Regions from separate parts of the Sus scrofa genome. Here region 2 is linked to region 1. The links are chromatin contacts, called in public HiChIP or PLAC-seq maps. All regions are on one chromosome and are shown on one strand. Each heading gives the region's core, a stretch centred on a gene start, on an enhancer-like site or on the middle of the called end of the contact. The rest is flanking DNA. Distances are from core to core; before and after follow the strand shown.

The links. HiChIP or PLAC-seq counts read pairs in DNA pulled down with a chosen protein or histone mark.
Region 2: a contact with region 1 is called in an H3K27ac HiChIP or PLAC-seq map of alveolar macrophages. The contact joins two enhancer-like sites. A contact is called at or near these places in 1 of 47 Hi-C or Micro-C datasets (embryonic fibroblasts) and 2 of 2 datasets of contacts at active chromatin or transcription factors (alveolar macrophages and skeletal muscle).

The regions. Positions count from the first base shown.
Region 1 is chr16:45,680,243-45,684,015 of Sscrofa11.1, reverse strand. No RefSeq gene overlaps it. Among named protein-coding and RNA genes, the nearest start is that of CD180, 94 kb to the right of the region's middle. Within about 2 kb of position 1,740, at least 10 of the 83 cell types and tissues checked have an H3K27ac peak or open chromatin away from gene starts, as enhancers often do. A contact at or near this core is called in alveolar macrophages, where this site is marked.
Region 2 is chr16:46,461,133-46,464,905 of Sscrofa11.1, reverse strand. All of the region lies in intron 2 of PIK3R1 (phosphatidylinositol 3-kinase regulatory subunit alpha), which reads right to left. Among named protein-coding and RNA genes, the nearest start is that of PIK3R1, 28 kb to the right of the region's middle. Within about 2 kb of position 1,990, at least 13 of the 83 cell types and tissues checked have an H3K27ac peak or open chromatin away from gene starts, as enhancers often do. A contact at or near this core is called in alveolar macrophages, where this site is marked.

The DNA.
Region 1 (3,773 bases), core at 491-2,990:
CCCAAGCCAGAGTTTTCCTAGGAGTTTTCCTAGGACAGCGAAGAGGGCCTGAGCCAGCAGTAACTCTCTCCTTTCCCCTTTTTGGTGTGTCTGAAGCCCTTCTCTCCTCTCTCTGGTTTTCAGCCCTCCTCTGGGATTTTGGCATTTAGGTGATATTGCTATTTTTCTCACTGAGGTGAGGAGGGCCTGGGGCCCTTCAAGGCTAATCACATCATGTTAACGGTTCCCTTTAGTGCCCCTTCTCTCTTTCTGCCCAGTGTCCTTGTCCAAAATCACACCTCTTCAAAGACAAACAGGCCACACTGTGGGAAGGTCCTCTTCAAGGACCTTCCTTTCCTTTCACACTCCTTTCCTTCACCCATACACAGAAAAACCCCATTCGCAATGACCCTCAGAATTTCTTTTAGAATATTGACTCTGGCCAGAGGGAAACACATACTCACAATTTTATTATAACCAGGAACTAGCAAATTAAGTTTTATCTGAAATGTTTACTCAAGTTTCTCTCACAATACTGACTCCCCAGATGTCAGTGAACCCCACTTCTACTGTATTTGCTTCATGTTCAAGTATCTTTGCTTTTATATGTTCCACAGGCAGCCAATACAGTAGACTTGGATAGATGGAGGTTCAAACACTATCACTAGCTCTACCAGCTATGTATCCCTGAATCTCAGTTTTCTCATTTGGGAAATAGGGGTAATAATGCCAAGCTCACAAAGCTCTTGTGCGGGTGACTCATTTCTCATGCCCCAGGCATACACAAGTCTGCAGCCTGAGGTACACTTTTCAGTTATCCCTTACACAGAAATTATCAGCCACTTGAGATGCAATTATCAATGTCAAGTGTGGACAGCACTAAACAGTAAGCGAGCAAGCAGACAAGTTTTTACACCAGATGCCAACCCTAGCTGTATGACTCTAGGCAATTCACTTGACATCTCCGTGAGTCTAGGCCCTTTACCACCAGGTAGAAGGGAAATTTAGTTACCTTGTTTCTCCTGAGGGCATTCTGAAAACAAGGAGGAAAGAGGATTAAATTCTTTGAGCTCTTTAAAAAGGAGTATTCTATAAATTCAAACCTATGATTATATAAACCTACAATGTCAATAAGTGAACTAAATAGACTATTTAATGCCAACTTGTTTTTCTGGATAAAATAATCCAAAGAAGGGATTATCTACAAATATTACCCACTGCAAATTTCAGTGGGAGGTTGGGTTCTGGTTTTTGGTTTGCTTGTTTTGTTTTAGCTGATTTATGCCCAAGTGAGCCTGAACATGAAAGTTTTATACTGAGATCCAACACCTAAATATTTAGAAAGGTACTATAGCAACATGAGGATTAAACAGCAATACATCATTCAGGAGAAAGCAGACGGCACTATTTTATCCCAGGGCAGAGTTAGTGTAATCTCCTCTCTCTCCCCTTACTGCACACTGAGCACCTGGACCACTTAGCACATGTTCCAACAGCCTCCAGAATCTGGAAATATCCAAAAGCAGAAAGGAAATTAGGAGAGCTGATGCCATCCATCAGGAAATTGAGTATTTAGGATAATGTACTTTCACAGCTTAAAGAACTCTGTAAACTACATCATTTTCACTCTGTTAATGACAGGAAATGAATCATTCCCTGGGCCAGTGAAGTTCCATTTTCCAATCCTAAGGAGTTAGCCTGCAGCAGGGTTTCTCTTTCTTGAGGGCGGCACTGGAAAGGCCTCCTAACACTCAGGATTACTCAACAGGCCTGAACCAGATAGGGAAGGTTGGTGCAATACAGCACGTGAGGAACACATGTCCATCGGGCCGGGAATTCCAAAACATGGCATTCCTTCCCTGTCATGCTCCTCAGAACAGTAAATCATCAGAGATAAACCACATGTGTGGTTTTTATTTGCCTGCATCCCTCTCTGCCTAGCAGAGACAGAATGAGCTTAAGTACCCCAACATCAATTGTGATGCCTAGTAAAAGGAAAGCTTATCAGTGCAGAATCAGCAAACAATATTACAAGTGGATTCTGATGAGACTGAGTGCACACATTTTGAACTCCATCTTTCTCTCTTCAGCACCCCAAAGCACCCCTTCCACCAAGGAAGCCCGGGCAGGTCTTAAGTTTTGGGGAAGAAAAATGTTATGGAACAATTAAAAGAAGGGAAAGATCATTGGTTAGTGCCTAGCTCTGCCAATGTCTAATTGCTCCATGAAGTTTGTCTCTTATAATCTGAACGAATCAGGCCCCAGGTTGGTCCAGCCTTACACATTCATGATTGCTTCCATCCCCATGCCTTCTCCTGCTTCCCAGGAGCAACCCTCACAGAGTGTCACTCGTTTTAGGCAGTGACACTCAATTACAGGTAAAAATGAGAACCCACAGAACAAGAAAGGGCATGGTCACCCCTGTGCAGAGAGGGAGGCTTGGAGGGCTGGCCTGGGGAAACAAGCCTTCCTCATCTGCAGAGGGAGCCTGTCCCCAAGCCAGTGCTCAGTGCATACTTCAGATGGAACACTGTATCCTAAACAGGTAGTGTGGGGAGAAAAAAAGTGGGGGCCAAAACGTGAGGTGAGGAGAAGCCACGCAAAGGCACAAAAGATCCAGAACAAATGCAAAGGAATAGCAAACTGATTCTTCAAGAGCACTAACTAGGAAAGAACAGTGAGATAATTATACATACAGAGAGGGAAGGAGGGAGGGAGGGAAAGGAAGAGAGGAGGAAAAGGGAGCAGAGGGAGACAGAGAGAAAGTGGCAAAGTAAGAAAGATCTCTAGGGCAGATTATGCTTTATTTGGTGGGACAGGATCCTTACTCTTCTCTCCAAAGTGTAAACAGAATAATGGTTGACCACGATGTTCAAAGTGCATTTGGGGAGTTCCTGTTCTGGCACAGCAGAAAGGAATCTGACTAGTATCCATGAGGATGTGGGTTTGATCCCTGAACTCGCTCAGTGGGACAGGGATCCAGCATTGCCATGAGCTGTGGTATAGGTTGCAGATGCAGCTCTGATCCTTTGTGGCCAACAGCTGCAGTTCTGATTTGAACCCTGCCTGTGCACTTCCATATGCCGCAGGTGCGGCACTGAAGAACAAAGCAAAAAAATAAAGTGGATTTTATTCTTCTCCTTTATACTACCTGCCCCACCTCCCACCTGTGTGTGTGCACACACACACACACACACACGGAGCATAAAGTTTAATAATTTTCAGCTTGAGGTTTGAAATGCTCAGACTCCCCAGAGCCACAGATTCAAATTCTAGCAGAATAATTAAGGGCCTCCTCCTTTAATGGCTGCTGATTGGGGGAATATTCACTTTATTTTCTTCTTCAAGGTCCAAGTCAACAAATTTGTAGTGTGTAGCAAGAGTCTCTGTTATTTATCAGGGTTGGTAAGACAAATATGGGTGTGCTATTACAAGGATGAAAGAGAAAAAAGATCTAAATGGCACAATGGGTGAAACATTTTAGCAAGTTAATGGCTCAGGTCTCTTATTACCTATCTTTTTTGAAGAGCAGTCATTTGTTTAAGCAAGTGTGAGATGAACATCTTGATGCAAAGCACGAGCAGAAGAATGTATAGGTTAGCACTGAGTCCCAGCTAAGAGATGCCAGAAGCAGGAAAATTAAACATATTCATATTTGCTGCTGATCATTTGAAATTTTAATTCAAGTATATATCTTTGGTAAAACAAATGATTACCTGTGAGTATAAGATGGAAATGAGGCCTTTGTTAGTGCTTCCAAAGACCATGAGTGGTCCAGATCATTGGCTCTAGAA
Region 2 (3,773 bases), core at 741-3,240, 780 kb before region 1:
GTAATTATGAAATATAATAAGGGTTTGCTGATGGACTAAAGAAGTTCAAAATTTTCCTCTAACCCAGAGGCTATTTTGATAGGAAAACGAGAGAGCGTTAAGAAGACCAATCACATAGTGCACGCTATGTTCTTCTCGGATGCTGAAATGCATTTCTTCCCTTTGAAGACAGCAGCTGAGTCTCTGAGAATCTACCCGAAGCAGAGTGACTTGGATGCCTGATTTAATCCGGCAATTAACTGTGAGTCACTTCACCCCCTGTTTTGTCCCCTCAGTAACAAAAATAACTCCTTGTGCTACAGGGATGCAGGGAGGTTGATAAAAGTGCAGGCTACTTTAGATGTCTTAGAAATTGTAAAACACATGAGATGTGCTATACAAAGGACTATTACCTATTACAGAATTTTAGATGATGTTTGGTTAAAGCTATTACTTCTTACCTCTAGTCCCACTGACTGCTGTGTTAGATCTGAGAAGTTCTGAATAAGAGCATTTTTCTAAAATACAAACTGTCTTTAAAACTGTTCTTAGAAAACAAAGGAAGAAAACTTAAAATTAACCATGGATCTGACTAGTCAGCTACTCAGCAAACAGTAGCCTTGATGTATTCAGCATGAACTACAATTAGGGTTACAGGAAAGAACTCTTCAATGTACCAGAGCAATTTAACTTATCATTTGATATAAAATATACAGATAGAAAAAAAGTTTTCATAAGGACCACTGAGTGAGCATAATGTTCTAATTAAAAGAAATAAACCCTAAAGTCTGTAATTACGACCTGTTTAGGTGAGAAACTTTCAACACATGCTTCTCGCTATATCCCACTGAATGAAGAACAGAATTTTCATCCCTCAGTGCTGCACCCATGCAAATATGCCCACAATTGACTCTATGCCAATTCTTTTATCTTCTACCTAACTAGAAGAAAAAAAAAAATCAAGTCGAATTATTTCAATTTTAAAAGGTTTTTATGTATAAATAAAAGATCGCCAAGGCTCAGTGGTGAACAGAATTTGGGTCTGCTGTGGATAAGCCCCACTGCTGCTTATACACATCTGTCAAATCCACAGGAATGTAATCTTAGTAAAGATATAATTAATGCAGCCACAGAACACTCCAAATTAATGCTTTAATTTAAAGTACAGCTGTTTAATCTTCTCATTGTAAGAGACCAGAATACCTAATGCTCAATTCAAGAAGAGCAGGAAGTAAACAACAGTAAAGAGAGGAAACTGAAGTTACTCAATTGTCCATGAAGCTTAAGGAACCATTTTATGAAGTTTTAATTAAACAGTTTCTTGTCCTCTGGTTCATGCGGTTCAACGGCACACTCTTCAGAATCTGGATCCCCAAACTAACCTGCTTTTCCCCCTGAGCTGCCAAAGTTAATTGAGCACTTGCTAAAGCCCCAGTCTGGGAGCTAATCTTGATGTAGCTTCTTTTTGGCTGGCAAATCAAACTGTCTGTAAAGCAAAAGCAGGGCTGCCAACGCTGGGATCCCCGTGTTTACTACCACAGCTGGTTTATAGTCCCACTGAAGGAGAGAGCAGAACTTTCCATCTCTCAGTCCTGCACCCATGCGAATACACTCCTTTCAACTGCGCTTCCAGCTGATTCTATCTTCTACCTAACTAGAAGAAAAAGATCAAGTTGAATTATGTTAGTTTTAAAAGGTTTTCATGTAGAAATAAAAGATCACCAAGGCTCAATCGATAAAAGAAGTTTCTCCAGTGAACATTCTGGGGAAGAAAGAAAGATACAACTTTAGTACAAGTTCCTAATGGGGCCCCGGGCCACCTCCTTCCTGCACAGTGAACTGACATCAAGGACCTCTGTTGACAATCAGCTACAAATTATGGGACTGACTGACCAGGCTCCAGAGTAAAATGATTTATTCAGCTAAAACTATGGTAGAACAGAACTTTCTCCTTCCTAACCCCACCCTCTTGTAAGTTTCAGTGAAACTTCCCTTCAAAAATGTTCTAGGTTACGACCTCCATGGATGGTTCCTCCCAGAGCTGAATTTTCTCTGAGGAACATCCTCTCATCCAGTTGAGTTCATAAGAAGGGACATTTTTTTTTTTTTTTAAAAAAACAGGAAACAGAACATCCAAACCTTTTTCGAAGTTTTACGTGTCTACTCAGAGCAGAGGAACAAATCTTTTCTTAATCAAAATTAGCCTTTAACAATTAAGAGGCCTAGCAGGTTTACCAGCCCATCAGAGAAGTTCAAAAATAACAATTTTTCTAATACCAAGAACAGAAATACAAGTTATGTTTTACATAACACAGAGGCAAAGGGCTCAAAAATGGGCTTTCCTCTTTCATCATGGCCTTTTGTAAATATTGCAACAGTGGACCAGTGGGAATTCTGACAGGAAAAAAGTCCCATCAGAGACTGGCTTTTTGTTTAAAAAAAAAAAAAAAAAAAGTCTTGCTTATGCAGAAAATTCTTGCTTTTTTCCATTATGTGGTATCTGGGGGAGGGTGGGAAGAGGAAGGCTTCTTTCTATATCTGTAGAGCACTGTAATTTAAAATGAGTCATGTAAAACATAAATGAAAATGTTAACCTCTGAGACAGGGGTCAGCAAATCTTTTTCCCTCTTGGATCCAGTTTTCTCTGGAAAGCTTACAAAACCCAAACCAGGGGCTTTCCCTATAAATACATTCCTACTTACCCAGAAAATGAAGGTAAAGTCTGAAAGAAGACAAGTTCAAGAAAGAGGCCTTGAGAATGTGAGACAGCCTGGGTATAGCTCAGCTTCGGGCTATCTGGTCAACCCAGCATACGTCTCGTTTCGCAGGAGTGAATTTTCCCCAATCACAGCTACATAGGATACCTTAATTCCTCCAAGAGGGGTGGATTTTTTTGCCCTACGGTTAAGCCATATTGCAGTAGTTGACCCTGGGAAAGTACTTGAGAGCCTGGCTACCCTTGGAAGACCTCTCTTTCTGAGCCCCCAGCTGTGGCTCACTGGAAGTAATGCTCCAAATAAAATCATTAAATCCATCTTGACGACTTAATGAAACCACTAGCGCCTTGGACTTCTCCTCTGGCTTTCTACATCACGCCTGACACAAACCAAAGTTTGACTGCTATGGAAGACTCAACCAGAGGCCACAAGGAAAAGTTCAGATCCCTGATCCATGTTCTAGCTTCAGCTGCTAGTCACAGCTGCTCTCTGAGTGAAAATTAAGCTTTTATTTACCTAATCCATACATTCTTCCAGACCGGAATTGCTATCAAAGATTCCAACTCTAGGTTCAAACACTGACACTGCTCTGACACCACAGTACTTTTCTGTGAATGGAATGAGATCATCTATGATACTTCATGTTATTCTCTCTCTATTGCAAGAAAACTGCTAGAGAAGTTGAAAATTTCATACAAATTATATAAGACTCTGGCTTGATGTGCACCTGATCTTAACAGAAACAAAGCAATGGCCAATCAAGCATTTTTAATACCTGTATCTTTAAGATTTTGAAATTGGAGGCTAAATGGATAAGGAGACAAAGATTACAGAGATGTGAGACTATTTAAAAGTCTACAACTTATGGGCCACTACTGCCTAATATGTAATATTTGTTTTCAGAACCTGTGGTTGCTTTAATATGGCATGACTTCTGGAGAACTTATTCCTACTAGAAGATCCCCCCGCCCCCCACTCTGAGGATGGTACAGTGTCGTGTTAGAAAGCACATGTCCTCAAGTCACAAAGTCTGCGTACAAGTCTCAGCTGTCCCTGGGCATGTTTCTTTTTCTCTCG